2 separate regions of the Dromaius novaehollandiae genome follow, and region 1 is linked to region 2. Evidence: chromatin contacts called from public Hi-C data. All regions are on one chromosome and are shown on one strand. The core of a region is the stretch at or near the end of the contact, and the rest is flanking DNA. Distances in the headings are between cores, read along the strand shown. Region 1 holds the start of ABTB2 (ankyrin repeat and BTB domain containing 2). Region 2 overlaps ELF5 (E74 like ETS transcription factor 5).

Region 1 (7,233 bases), core at 2,535-5,034, 56 kb after region 2:
CCCATGGCTTTTTTAGCTGTTCTTGGAAATCTATTACAAGGTCATCTAATCCTAGTTCTTTGACATAAATGGTGAAATAACACTGGAGAACAGGAAACCTTGGAACATATGATGAACTTGTCCTGTTGTGGATAAGAGATGTAGTAACAAAAGAGCGTGCACTTGAAAGTAAGAAGTGTTAGCAGAGAATTCTTATTTCGTTCTCCCTTTTTGCAGAAAGTATTGTTTTTTATTGTGCTAGGCATCTTGAAGCTTTAAGTTTAAATATTCAGTAAGGAATACTTCTTCCTTTCTTGGGCAGCTTGTGTTCTGCTGTTTGTCTGCCTTTGGAAAAGGTTGGTAATACTTCTGCAGTGGAGGGAGAGAAGGATTTATCAGCCAAATTATTATTGTGTAAGGAAATACTACATGTGAAATTTCAGAACTGGAAAGTAGGGTAGTTCCTAACATTGAGAAAATGCTGTGGGAGGGGAGTAAGAAAGCAGACACTGCTATTAAGTTAGATGATTTTTGTATTGTTAAAGTACTTAGACTAGGAATAATAACCTGTGCAGGAGTATTGTAGAAGTGGGATAAGGGAAAGAGTAGAAGTGACTTGTGTAAATAAGTCAAGTACTTGCATAGCTGCGTTTTTCCTGAATAATGTTGAGTTAGCACTGGCCAGCTATGTAGCTCTTCTCAGTGGCAATTTATGCTAATATTTATGATAGAAATAAGACTTAAGAGGTAGACAGGGCAGGCTGGATTCTAGAGAAAGCATCTGCAAAGGGGCAGCACAGAACAAAGAACAAAGCCTTTTTAGTGAGAAAGAGATGACAGCTTGGTCTTGCTGACTGCTTCTCATTCATACAGCATTCAATGCGAAGACAAGAATAGAGAAAGAGGCCTCTGTGTATGATTCCAAAGGTATGGATAGGGAATTTAAAAAGTACCCTGTTTTGAGGAGGCAGTGGAGAAATGCAGAGGGATGTAATACAGCTGTATGATGTGGAAAATCCATATGACAAGTTTAGCAGCAGTGATCTGAATAGGCATAAACAGCATATGGGAATCTAGCAGAAGTTGGGGGTAAAAAATTCTGCAGTAGTTCATGGTACATAAGATATGGGATTAAGTACAGAGCTAAGAGTGGAAAGATCATCTTCTAGAAAAAGTGTATTGCTTGAATGCACTGATTGTGTGAGACTTGCAACTGTGTTCTTTGACTCAATTATGACTTGTCTTGCATTCAGGTACCTATTACCATGTTGTCTTTACTGGGCTTGAACTTGTTTAAAAAATAGTGTTCAAGACTGAAAAATACAACAAAACAGCAGAAACGGCATTGATCTGTAAAATAACACCGGAGGATTAGAACCATTTAGTAAATACTTGTTCTCTACTGTCAGTTCAGATACAAATAATGGGCTGAAGCGTTAAGATTCTTAAATGAATTGAAGTCTCATCAAGGAGAGAATGCCTGGTTCTGTTGGACAATTCGTGTTTCATGTTCATGCTTTCACGGGAAGAAGCTATGAAAAAGCAAAGAGCTGTATTATAGTTGGGTTAGATCTAGGAAAGATAAAAGATGTAATGTGGAAAAAGCAATTTGGAGAGTTAACTAGTGGGAGGCTGAACAAAGTAGTTAGCAGGGTGCGCTACTAGTATAAATGGGAGCTGCTCATGCCTGTGAGCACAAGGAGAAAAACTGAGTGCAAAAAGGGCAAACTACAGAAGCTATGATTTTTTCAAATGCTCTCAAATATTGCATTCATACAGCTGCTCTGTTTTTCATTGATACTAAGCACCATGTATAGTACAGTAAAAAGAAATACGAAACAAGATCCCATCAGAGTAAGACATTATACTTTTGAACTAGAAAATTTCTGCAGTTTTTTTATTTAAAAATTGAAGATCAATGAATTGCCTATAGCATGCATATAGATGGTCAACAGCGATATCTGTTCAAAATATTTGTTAGGTAATGCCTTTCTAGAAATGGTGTATGCTTTAGGTCAAATTGCTTTAAGTGTATGTAAACACACTTTTGCTTCTTCCATTGCAAATTCCCATTAATAGGAAAATACCACAAACACTGTGAGAATAGATTGCTGCTCCATGAATGTGACTGTAAAATGCTTATCTTGGAGTTCTAAATTTTAAATACACTTTCCAGGCACCTTTTAACCATCAGATGCTTTGACTTCTTTGGGAAGCTCATTGTTGCCACATAAGTGGTCTAAACTTGTAAGTGAAAGCTTTTGGTCTGATGCTACCAAAGACAACAGGAAAAGATACTAGTGTGCTTGGTATCTTTGACTGGAGTATATTTAGTTGGAGAATGAAGAAAGTGCATTTACTGTGCATGAGCACAAGACAGAACAGGCTGTCATAACCAAAGGGTGGTAAAGGATGCCGCCTATGGACGGCAGAGAGAACTGCCGCTTTCGTGCGAGTCATCGCAGTAGTGGTTTGAGTGAACGAGTGCCCAAGCTGATGACTGAAGTTTCCTTCGGGGGCTTTAAATATTAAACCTAATTTTAGAGAAAGAGAATGAGCACAGAAATCATAGGTATCTTACAAAGCAGGAGTAAAAGACTGTGTTTGTAAATAAGAGTACTGGAAACATTTCTGTGTTGTTGAACAAAAATAAACCTGAAATCAATGCTTTAACTATGCTAAATGATGAATATTTGCAGTCACTGCAGCTTGCTAAACAGAGACTTGTGAAAAGAGACCGAGCATTAACAAAATGGATTCTGACTACCTTCGCTCTCTGTGGCAGTCCTTGGTCCTCTGCTGCTAATGTCCTTTAGGGCTCTGCAGTCTGCAAAACGATACCTGTTTGTCTTGAGGCTTTTATGGTTTGATGGTCATAAATAGCAGGGGTCTTGTTAGTGCTCTTTGGCGTGCTTACGTCTTGCCAAAAGATGTTTAAAAACAAACAAACAAACAAAAGGACCCGTGTTATCTAACGCGACTTGCGAGAACTCGATGACCCAAGGGGGCCGCGGGGCTTCTGCCGCCGCCCGTTCGCCTCCCGCGGGGCCGCTCCCGGGGCTGCCCGCACCGCTCCGCTCCGCTCCGCGCAGCCTGCGCGCCGGCAGGCGGAGCCCTCGGCCCGCGCAGCCCGCCCCCAGCCGCCGCTGCGGGAAGGACCATTGCCCGGGGCGGAGGGCGGCGGGGAAGAGCCGAGCCAGACACCTCCGCTTCACATCCAGCTCACGGTTCAAGGTCAGGGCTGTGTAAACCGCCTCACAAAGGCGCCTTTCAGGACTCGGCACGCCGGCTGCGTGGCCGCCTGCACAATCCCCCATTCATGCAGTGACCCGCGGCCGGCCGCTCGCTCCCTCCCTGCCTCCCTCCCTCCGCGGCCTGCGGGACTCGCCGGTGCGGAGCGCCCGGGAGAGCCGGCATTCCCGCTCCGCCGCCGAGCAGGGGAGCTAAAAGGAAAGCGGGGGAAAACTCCAGCCCGCTGCCGAAGGGCTGCCGAAAGCGGAGAGGGCGTGGACGGAAGGAGAAGGCACAAAGGCATCTTTATTTCCCACCGTTGGTGCTGGTGTCCCACGCCCGGCCGGGGCTGCAGTCTGCAAGAAAAGCGCCCGCTTTCGCGCAGCTTTGCACCCCGGTAGAGGCGCCGGTGTTCCCGGCCTGTCCTCGCGTCCCCTCTCGCCGCGCCGCGCCGCCCGCTGCCTCGGCGCCTCCCTCGCCTCTCCCTTCCCCGCGCCGCATTTGCATGTTCCCCGCCCAGCTCGGGTTTCACTGGCGGAGACGGTCCCCGTCGGAGCCGCCGATTGGTGCCGCTTCCCGCAGCTCATTTGCATGCCGCCGTGCCGGGGTGCCCGGCAGACCTGCGGCGGAGAAGTTGAGTCAAAGCTGCCGCAAGTGTCCCGCGGAGCCGCCCCGCCCGCCGCCGCCGCCCCGCGCCCGCCGAGGCCCGGCGACCGCCGCGGCAGCGAGCGCCGGCGGCGCCCCCGGGGCTGTCTGACACCGGCCGCCAGCCCGGCGGTCTCTGCCGAGGCAGAAGATGGCTGAGCGCCGCCTTCCCGCGGGATGGAGGTAGCCGGTGTGCGGGCGGAGCCGGGCTGCGCTGCGCTTCCCCTCGGCGCGCTGTAAATCCTGCCGCGCCGCTTGCGGGGCTGGCGCCTCGGGCTCGGCCGGCGCAGCCGCCCCTTTTGTGCCTTTTGCGGTTGGCTTCCCCGTCTTTCCTATGGCTGGGATATACAGCTCTACTCTGAAGACCCTGGAGGATTTAACTTTGGACTCTGGTTATGGGGCAGGGGATTCCTGCAGGTCCCTTAGTCTCTCTTCTTCCAAGTCCAACTCCCAAGCTTTTACCTCTTCTCAGCACAGAGGCAACTGGTGGTACTACTCGGGCTCCATGAACAGTAGGAATAACAGCTGGGATACAGTGAACACTGTTCTGCCGGAAGACCCAGAAGTTGCAGATATATTTTCCAAGTGTCCTAAGCTGCCGGATCTAGAGGAATACCCTTGGACTGATGAAGACATTGGAAAAATACTCAGAAAAGGGAAGGGAGATGGAAATACCAGAACCTTTACTCAGGAAGCTGTCAGGCGGCTCTCTCAGTTACTGAGGCGTGCCTTGATCCGGATCTCCAGGGAAGCTCAGCGTCTCAGCGTGATGCACTCCAAGTGTACCAGGTTTGAGGTTCAGAGTGCTATCAAGCTCATCCAGAGCTGGTCGTTGTCAGAAAGCTGTGTCTTGGCGACTGTCAAGGCGCTTTCTCTGTACAGCATGAGTGCTGGAGATGGGCTGAGGAAGGGTAAATCAGCTAGATGTGGCCTCACCTTTTCAGTGGGCAGGTTTTTCAGGTGGATGGTGGACACTAGGATCTCAGTTAGGATCCATGAATATGCAGCCATCTCTTTAACTTCTTGCATGGAAAACCTTGTAGAAGAGATTAAAGCCAGGGTTTTGACAAGTCAGAGCCCTGATGTTGGAGGAGGGGAGATCTCAGCTGAAATCCTGGAGATGGTTATCAACAATGATGCTGAACTTTGGGGAGTGTTGCAACCTTACGAACATCTCATTTGTGGGAAAAATGCTAATGGTAAGATCCAACTTTCATGATCGCTAGTCTTTGTACCAACGGGCTTTACCCGTAAAATAAGTAATTTCTATGGATCTGGGGGGAAGGGGGTTGTTTGTTTGGTTTTTTTTTTTTTCCATCTGAATTGCATCTTGGTAGTGGTTTGTGTGTGCGACATAGTTTTACCAGGCAGGATTGACACCGCTTTATTCTTAACACGTACCAGTTTATAGAAGGTGCAGAGGTGGTGGGAAACCAAGCCCTGTTGTTTTAACAAATGTCTCTTCAAAATTTCAACCAGCTGCTGTTTTGAGCATTTTTGCTATAATTGGCATGTATGCACGCTTTTCTGTACCCATGATATGAAACATGCATTAACAAGCCATTCTTCGGAAAATATCGCTATTCTTTTTAAACAAAACCTACTTCACTCTACCACCAATGTATAGTAGAATATAGTGAGAATTTTGCAGAGTTTCGTCTTAAAGATGCTATTCCCACATACAGCCTGGAGAGGGAAAACAACTTGATTTTTTTTTTTTTTCATTGCAGTAATAAAGTTCAGTTCCTGAGCAAAACGTCCTTCTAGCTTAGTACAAGGCTGTGCTGTACTATGCTCATGTAGTAAACATGAATTCATGTCTGGCTTGCCAAATGAAGTATGTGGGATGGTACCTCAATAACTTGACATTAAAATACTTAATCCTGGCACTTGATTCGAAAGCAGACTTTTTAAGCAGTTAAGTAAATAAGCAGATAAAGGAATGTTGGCATCTTTTTAGGAGATTGTGGAGCAATTTAAAAGACTTGTATCTTGACAGTTCTGTTAGGAAGCTGCACTGTTTATTTTTTGTTGTGTCACACTGAGGAGTACCACAATTTTCCGTGGAAAATTTAGAGAAGCGTTTAATTCAGAAAGCCGTTCTGTGTACCCCGTGCAGTTTCATGACTCTTACTGGCTTCATTGTTGTCAGATACTCCACAAAGAAAACCTTTTTGATTTAACTGTTTATAAAAGCAAGTGGCTTGGTCTCTTCAAAATGTAATCTCATAAAGAGGGACAAGCGAAGGAGCAGATTTTCTTTGAGGGGAAAAATGATACCTTAAGTGAATGTTACTAATGAAACACTTTGTCAGAAAAAGGCCGACTTATGCTGATCAGCTACATTACCTTCCTATTACCCCACCCCCAAGCAATAATGTAGCAATTCAGATTACCAGTGGATGGGTGCAGTAACTGCTCAACCTCACAATTTCTCTTTATCCGGTCAGCCTGGTGCATCCTAACTACTTAAGAGGATGGCTTCTATCACTGAGCGCTCAAACCCTCTCTTGTACACTTTATCTGCACCCTGTCTACTGACAATGTTACTAAATGTGTGTGAATTAAATGCAAAAAGCCCTTTGGGGTGTGCTTTTGGTGCTGGTATAAAACATAACTGTAAGTTTAAAAGTTGAACATAGACATTTGCTTTTTAAACTACAGGGTCTTTCATGCAAGATTGTAAAGGTATTGGGATGTCTTGCCTTGCCAAAACAGTTGTCGTAATCCTTCATATACCCAGGGAATATTTGTAGCTGAGTCCAAAAAGAGGACTCAGTTCCATCTTCTGTTCCTTATCTGTGGAAGCTGGAGTAAAATATCATGGTTCTGCAAAGGAAAAGATGCAGTTCAGGTGTTCATGATCTCCACTTAGTTTCTGCCACGCAGTTTGTGTGTAAAATGGAAAGGAAGAGTTAATCAGTCATGGTGCTGACCTTTTTTTTCTTTTTCTTCCCCCCCCCCCCCCCCCCCCCCCCCGATGAGAAATCTCTGTCTTGGAAAAAATGCAGTGAATGAATGGAAGTTGGTGTTCAATGGAAGCATGAGTGACTGTGCAGGGAAGTGCTTATAAATATTCAGAACACCAAATGGTCAGTTATGATAACGCTTTTATAGTAGAATATGAGGCAGTGATTGGCCACAGAAGGGTTGGCTTCTGTTACCTCTTTTGTTGTTCTTGTCTTTCTGATCAGCTCTGTCAATAATTGAATGCATGTTTTTAAAGTCTGAAAACTGTATAAAGTGCACCTAAAGGCATACTGTGATTTACTGTGACAGTCTGTCACTAATATTTTATCTAATGCAAGTCAGTGAATCTTCTAAATGTCATTTCTTGCAGTTACGAGACTACAAGTGATTTTATATTGATACAGAAAG
Region 2 (7,774 bases), core at 3,655-6,154:
TCTTACAGTAAGTAAATTGGTTAGAATGAAAGGTGGTGTACAAGTGTTCAAGTGTGGTTTTTGAAAGCCCTATAGCTGTTCTGCAGTTTTAAGAAAATTGCTTCTCCCACATAACAAATTTAAGCAACAATTGTAAATCCATCAACCATTTTAGATCTACCTCAAGCAGCATTCAGAGTGTCCCAGCGGGGCCTTGGTCTTGCTTTCCAATGGACAGCTCTGCAGCACATTGTTCCATGTAATCTCAGTTCAGTGTTGAGCTCCTTTCTTCCCCAACCCTAAAAGTCTACATCTTGCAACTCAAAAAATTATGGCAGTGTTTGCAATAGCAATTGTATTTTCTAGCAAGTGCTTGTTTTAAAAATTGAGATGATCAAACTAAGTACTGCTGCTGCAATCCCATTTTAGGTTGGTACCATACTACACAGGATCAGTAAGCAATGGCCAGGACAAAGGATGGCTGCTACTGACTTTAGAAGCTAGAGATCCATGTCCCGGCTATATCTCTAACCCACCAAAAATTGCAAAAGTGAGATTAGAGATGATTATCCCCCAGGTTTGTTCTAAAGGTTAGGCATATCTGTTTGGAAGGACTCCTCTTACTCCTGTTTTTCAAACATTTCTTTGTTTTTATCTGCCTAACAGCTACAGACATTCTGGCTGGGGGATAAACTCTTTAGGGATGGGAATATGGTATAAAGGGCAGACTGTGAATAATGTTCTGAAGTGTATTGCAGCTGCCTATTTCCTATCAATGGATAATGACTTTGCTGAAAGAAGAAAAAAAAAAATCACAGCCAAAACAAGGGCACTAAATCCCACATAACAAGCCACGTGGCTGAGAGATGAACACTTTCAAATTATATTTTGCTACCTAAATTGCACAAATTTTAGATACAGTACTAATACTCAGTTTGGGCTACAGTCAGACCTCCAAAAATTTTGGAAACTAGCAGCAATCACCTTCTATTTCCTAGTCTGACAATGTTCAGTCATCATCACTGACAAAATCCACCTAGGTGACCCTCATTTAACCAAACCTGTGCCAAGTCAAAAAGAAATCTGCAAACCAAGAAGCCCTAAAGTACAGATATGTAGATTTACTGTAAATGTGTTTTCAAAATGTGAATGACTAAGTATCTATTTTTGGATTTGTATAGTTTCCAGCCAATTGCAATCTGTAAACAATGTGAATGAAATATTTAATATGCAAGACGTGGCTTTGGTTCATTCGTGTTTTCCTAACTTATATTACAGGAACCCAGAGCAACTTTGCACTTTCATAAACAAACGTCTATGAGCCAAAGATAGAAATGCTTCTACAGACCTTCCTTTGGTGCTTTTCTTCTGCAAGTACTTGATTCAAAGAGAAAAGCTACACTGAGAGATCATAGTTAACAATGTATATAGATTATGAAGCATTGTTTGTAATAGTCTCTTTATGCAGTACACTAGGGCATGACTCTTGCAGTTAACACATCTCCGGGTTATCAGTTCTGTAAAACGTAGAAGGAGGATGTAAGTGATTCAAAACCAATCTTACAAACTGCTTATTCAAAAACTTAATATAATTGGCTCTTGTTTTTATTGTAAAAAAGAAAGTACAGAAGACATTCCCATAAAAGATAACTCTATTCAGAACAGTTTTCCGCAGGAAAAAATTGGATCCTTCATCTTAATCTTCTCCCTGAGTGGCCATCTAGACAGACTGGGTGCTCAGGATCACAAAGGGCAGGGTCTCTCCGAGGTTACAGCAACTGCATCATTGAATGCTGGTAGCTCAAAAGGTAGTAGAACAAAAAGTACTGTGTAAGTGCTTCTTTCTTCAGTTAGTGAACAAACATGATTAAGCCAGCACAAAGTTATTTCAGATATTGTTAACTGAGCACACACCATAAACCAGTATGGAAGGGAGTGGTTTGTTTGAGCAGTTCAGAAGTATCCGATAAAAATCTGAAAGAGTTTTAAAAAGGGTCAACTAGTGTAAATTGTTATAGTGCTGTGACTCTAATGGAGCTAGGATAATTTATTCCAACCAGATTCACACAAGATTTCAGCCCGGCACAGAGGTTGCTCAGCTATTCCCCTGTGCTCATGAATGTAGCGTACAAACAGCAAAGCAATTTAATACGATTCTCCCAAAGCAGACACTGCTTTTATTTCTAAAACTAAAGCACTGCAGAAAATTTTACAGCTTCATTGCTCATATGCTGTGTTCCTATGCACTGAAGTCCACACAAAACAGAAAAAAGATTCTAAATGTCTGCGACTGTGGAAACTGTTTCCTTGTTAACGTTAAAAGCGCCAGTTCAAGTGACCATTTTTCTAATCTCAAAGCAGATTGCAAAACATGTTTTACTCAGGAAGAATTAAATTTAGCTTCATTACATTGTACTAAGGCTCTCAAACAAAAGATATCATGCTTTTTACATACTGATGCCCACAAACTACTATTCTAAGCTGCTAGAAAGCACCGAGATCTATAGGTGAGGCACAAGCACTGGACAGGATTACAATTCTTTCATAAAGCATGTAGTTCTGCACCAAAGCCTTTTCATTGTTTGGTATTCTCTCTCACAAAGAAGCATCTAAGCCAAATCACAACTTTTAAGGAAAAGTCCTGGCTATACTGTGTAACAATGCACAATCTGATACTCTCTAGTAAGGTCTGGGTTCAACCCTCATTTTGCGAGGTTTGATGCAAAAGTTGAACCCAGATGCCAGAAAAGTGCCTTAGTCCATTTCAGCACTTCAAATAAAAACAGACATACGCTTTACTAATTGGAGCAAGGATTTCAAGCTGATTGTCTATGCCTTTGTGTTATGTCTACAGGAGTGTGATTTTGTCTTTAGGAATGACTGATCCACATGCTTCTAGCCCAGTGGAAATTTGGAGGCCAAGGACTATGGTATGCAACAGCTTAGCAAGGCTCCTAAATGATGTTTAAATATTAAATATGAACATTTAGCTAAATCACAGGAATTGATGCAAATCCAAATGGGGTGGCTGTGCAATGAGCCCCAGCACTGACCAGTGCTGACAGGGAAGAACCTCAGCTCTCACAGCCTGCCTGTCGTCCCGCTCTGGCAAATCTTAACAAAATACAGCCCTGCCCCAGGTTATTGGTCTGCTACTTTCTGTTACAAATTTAAGTACAGGCATTGTATATTACTGCTTCAAACTTGAAAAAAAAAAAAACTGTTTAGATTTCTACTCTATTAGTAATGTCTTTGAAGATTTACTCAAAGACAGCAATTTTGAGCACTCTGATCTTGAACAGTACACTTTGAAAGGTTAGCCCAATCTCTTGCAGACACAAGCTGCAAAACGTGCACGTGTTCTAATTGCATCATAAAATAAAGTGAATTCATCTCTAAACTAAGTTACAGGAAAAGAATTAGGAAGGATTATTTTTAAAAGACATTTCTTAATACTTATTCCACACTACACTAGTCCTCATTAAATACAAAGTAAAATCCTATCAGGGACATTATTCCCTTTCTTTTGATTTAATTTTAGGAAGCGAGGCTATAACCTAATTACAGCCTTTGTGAATATGCATGGTCACCGCCTAGAATACTAAACTGTTAAAATCAAGTCTTTTCAAGCAAGATTTAGTTTGGACCGAATATTGAAGTTAGAGTGACAATCTCACACTGCCAAGTACTAATTTCCAAGTACTAATTTCTTCTTATCTAAAGAAAACATTATAATTACTAAAGGGAAAAGTCTCAGAATAAGACAGGTTTTTTACCCAGTAAAATCCTGTGAAAGAGGGAAAATACCCCCTCTAGGGGCACCCTTAGGCAGCCTCTACAGCACTTTTTATCCTAAAGAGCTTGAATACAAGTCTGGCAAATAGGACAGAAGTTTTCACCTGAAATGGTAAAGCACCAGAATAGACAGGAATTTCATTTCTCAGCTCCAAATAGTGCCTTGGCCATTCTTCCATCCCAAGCCCTCTATGCTATATGCCAGATCCAATAAAGGAGAGGGGTGGCCAGCATCATAGCAGCCCAGCTGACCAGATAACGGAACCACAGGTAGTTTCAATTCTTGGTTTTCTTTAAGACTTTGAGGTCCATACCTTGGTCTTCAGCAAATTGAATGGACTTTTGCACAAGTATTTGCAATGAGGAAAGAAGATGAAAACCTGCCCATACAACTATTTCTCCACAGGATAAGTTTTCTTACACTGAACTCCACACTGCTGCCATTGAATATTTCCAAGACTAAACGCACTCAGCTCCCCTTGCCACCAGCACTGTACCCATAACCTGTGGCAGCTTTTGAAAGGTCAGTAGTAATCACGGCTTCCATGCTCTTCACCCATGTGGCTCTTTGTCAGAAGATGCTTATAGCATGAAGTCCAACCTTTCCATGTATTCTCTCACCCATGGGAAAGTGGCAACACAAAAGAGCGGTGAGAGGCTTACCAGTACAGAACAGCATCCACATCATGCCTTCAAACACGCAGCTTCTACAGATTTCAGAGGCCTCCATGCACTTCAACACATTTCCAGATGTGTGAAGAGGCTATTTCCATCCACATTTGTAAAAAATGAGAAAGTGGTTTACTTCTGTAACATTCTGCAACCCATAACGTACAGCTCCCAGGCTACATCTACGAGCAAGGTGTGGTGTGATAACCAGCATGACATCAGAAATGAAGAAGCCTTCTTTCCACAAAACTGAAACTAGGTAGAATAACTATATTTTGGGTTATTTTTCATTGTGCTGATCATTCCTTGCATTGAAAGGATACAGGCATCCATTTTATTCTCAATTTATACTGGTATTCTAGTGAGATCATTTTTTCACAAAAGCACAGTTCCTCTTTTCATAACCTAAACAGCTATTCAAAAATTAGCTGATGATCTGCAATACTGGAATACTCCAGCAGAGGCTACACTTGAGCTAAAGTAGACATGTGCCACGCACAGCTTGGGTCTCTACCAAAAACCCAAAACCTTGAAGGATCATAGAATTTCCACACATGCTCCTACTATAGAGCTTGAAATTAATTCTTTTTTCAGTTTGCAAGATTTTTACACACTGTGACTAAAATGTAATGAAAGGAGAGGAGATTAAAGTAATCTATGTTAAAAGGTAGGGAAACCTTTTCACGTGTCATTTCTGAAAACAGCTTTTTCTTATAAATAAGGCCTCACAAGTTGTTTAGCATTCTTTGCTTTTACTCCAGCAAAGTTCCTCTAAACAGCTCATGACAGTTCAATCTTTAAACATCTAGGAGAAAGCTTGTAACATTACTTGCATGTTTTTCAGCAGTTAAACTGTTTCCACCCATAGCACACGACTTGAAAGTTTTTATAAATGGGAAGGGTTTAGACAAACTCACAGACTAAATGAGATGGTGCTGGCAAAAAGAACCCTCCAGGGTCTATAGTCAATCAAAATGTAGCTGAAAATGCTTTTTATCATCAATGATAATATACCAAATTAATTCAGAAATTTTACACATTTTTACAAGAGGAGTAATTTTATATACATCTATTTTCAAGAACTCTTACTGTTTTAAAATTTAGGAGTCCAGTGCAGTCCATATAGTAGGGATATGTAGCATATAATGTTCTTACTGAGTAAGATTTTTGCAAGGGAAAGCACAAAGAAAGAAGTTAAAATGCTGGGAAGAACAGGAGGTTGCACTCTAAACATGGCAAAAAGCAATCAGAAGCTCACAGTCAAACTGTGTATTACAGGGAAGCGCACTGAAATAGAACAGGTGTTACCTGTGGTATTCTTGGGATGTCATGAAACAGTGATGTTACAGAAGCTGGTGGAAACAAATTATAATTGGGCAAGTTTATTTTGCCTGATTCAGCTGCCCTTGGATATTGCAGGCATGCATATTAATAAAAAAAACACACTATCACCTTTGGAGCCCGTACAAGGAAGGTTGAGAACACAAAGGATAGAAACTCCATAATAAAAACAATCAAACAGCATCCTCAGTTTTTGCAAGTGCAGTTTTTCATGCTTTAACCTTATGTTACTATAAGCAAGATCTTTGGCCTGAGGGATTGATAACACCAGTGGAGAAGAACATGGGAAAGTTGTTCCAGCCATGATAGTCCTCAGAATATACACATGGAATAGGTCTTTAAGACCCCACCTTAACTGATAAAATTTGATTTTACTTTAAATTACAGGTATCAGTGGTGAATGCACATTCAGAAGGTTACTTCAAAAGGCCCTTGCTCTCACAGATGATCTCTCATGGATGCTATTAATCAGATGTTTTCAGTTCTTGCCTGAACCAGACACTACATTGCTGACTGTAGCACAGCAGGAGTTTGCTGTCATAGGCAATACCTTTAAAGACATCTACCAACATTTTAGATGTTATATTATCCAGACTAGGAGGGACAGAATTATTCTTCTCTGTAATAGTGTGTCAGATTAAGTACATTACCATAATATATAAGTATACCAGCTTGAATGCAAACCTTTTCTAAATTTTAATATATTTGTTTCTTGGGTCTACATATTTTTCAAATATATGAAACATGGGCCCTTCTGATATGCGGAGGGAACCGAGAAGATAGCTGCCTCCAGACCAATTTTAGAACAGGGCTTTTCTTGGTCCATACCCTTAACCCCCTGGATTTTCACTGTGAGAAGAACAGAATGCTGTAAGTGTTGGTCTCATACTAGCTACATGACTTGGAACTCTTAGTAAAAATTATTACCAAAAAGCTTCTCTTTGATACCTGTTTGATCTTTATATTACACAACCAAAAGTCACTGTCTATGAAACAGCACAAAATGGAGTAGAATAGCTAGTAATTCTAGACTGCTTCTGTTCTGGAACTAGTATAATTCACTCACACACATAGGGAAGAAATATCTGTGTTTACATTCCATGCATAATCCCTAGCAGCATATTTTAAACATTTCAACATTTGGATCTTGGATGCATGCATTGGCTCCTCTCTCTGGTAGTACATGACACCAGTTCTGAAAAGGTAATATATATATAGGCAGCTGATGCTTAGACAATTATCTGTATTGACATATGAGAAGACTGCACTACCTATCACAAATGGGTTTTAGTCCATGGTGACTTATATCACGCTATCTCTACAGTCATAATAGCACCACTGATGAAAAATGACAATTCTACAGCTACCTTGGCATTTTGTATGTTTAACAATCTTATGATTGCCAACAGAACATATTTTGTTGTTTAGCCTTTAATTGCAATTACTTCAATAAAAAGTTCTGTGAAAAGTGTTCCACTGTTGATATTTAATAATGTTTAATTCTTGAACAAACAAATTAAATGCAGAAATTAAATGTCTCAAATAATGTGGAATTTCTGTTCTCAACCTTTTCAGTACCCAAGCACTATCTCTTTTGTTATTTCCACATAAAAATGGGAATAATTTTCACAGAGGAGAGATTAAAATTAGGCTGCTTGACCCATCTTAAGAGAGTTCAGGAAGCCAATTCACAATGACTTGCAAAATCTGTGAGCTTGTAGTGTTTTTAAAAACAAACCATTTTTGTTTAAGTACTTAATTAATGATTAAAAGACTCTGCTGCCTACTGTTACTCAGTAATCGCAGTCTCTCTAGGCTCCCTCTTTAGGGAGTGGAAAAAGATGTTGTATTTATAAACAATACAGCTGTTTCCTAGTGGTGGCAATAATTTGGCATCCAGATGTACGTACTAAGTCTGGCCAATCTGTGCTGTCTCTACAAAAGAGGAAGAAAAATCTCTAAACCATAGACCACTAGTTTTCCTAACCAA

Evidence for each region. Hi-C and Micro-C count contacts between places; a contact is called where the count stands out from the background.
Region 1: a Hi-C map of liver shows a contact between it and region 2, with 5 times the contacts expected there. The contact joins the promoter of ABTB2 here to the enhancer-like site in region 2. A contact is called at or near these places in 3 of 4 Hi-C or Micro-C datasets (brain, liver and ovary).

What each region holds. Positions count from the first base shown.
Region 1 is chr5:51,324,591-51,331,823 of bDroNov1.hap1, forward strand. It overlaps ABTB2 (ankyrin repeat and BTB domain containing 2), which reads left to right and starts at 3,785. Exons shown (of 17, transcript XM_026099973.2): 1 at 3,785-5,054. The coding sequence starts at 4,190.
Region 2 is chr5:51,267,492-51,275,265 of bDroNov1.hap1, forward strand. ELF5 (E74 like ETS transcription factor 5) reads left to right here. Exons shown (of 6, transcript XM_026099982.2): 6 at 1-1,213. Among named protein-coding and RNA genes, the nearest start is that of ELF5, 22 kb to the left of the region's middle. Within about 2 kb of position 4,905, at least 1 of the 2 cell types and tissues checked has open chromatin away from gene starts, as enhancers often do.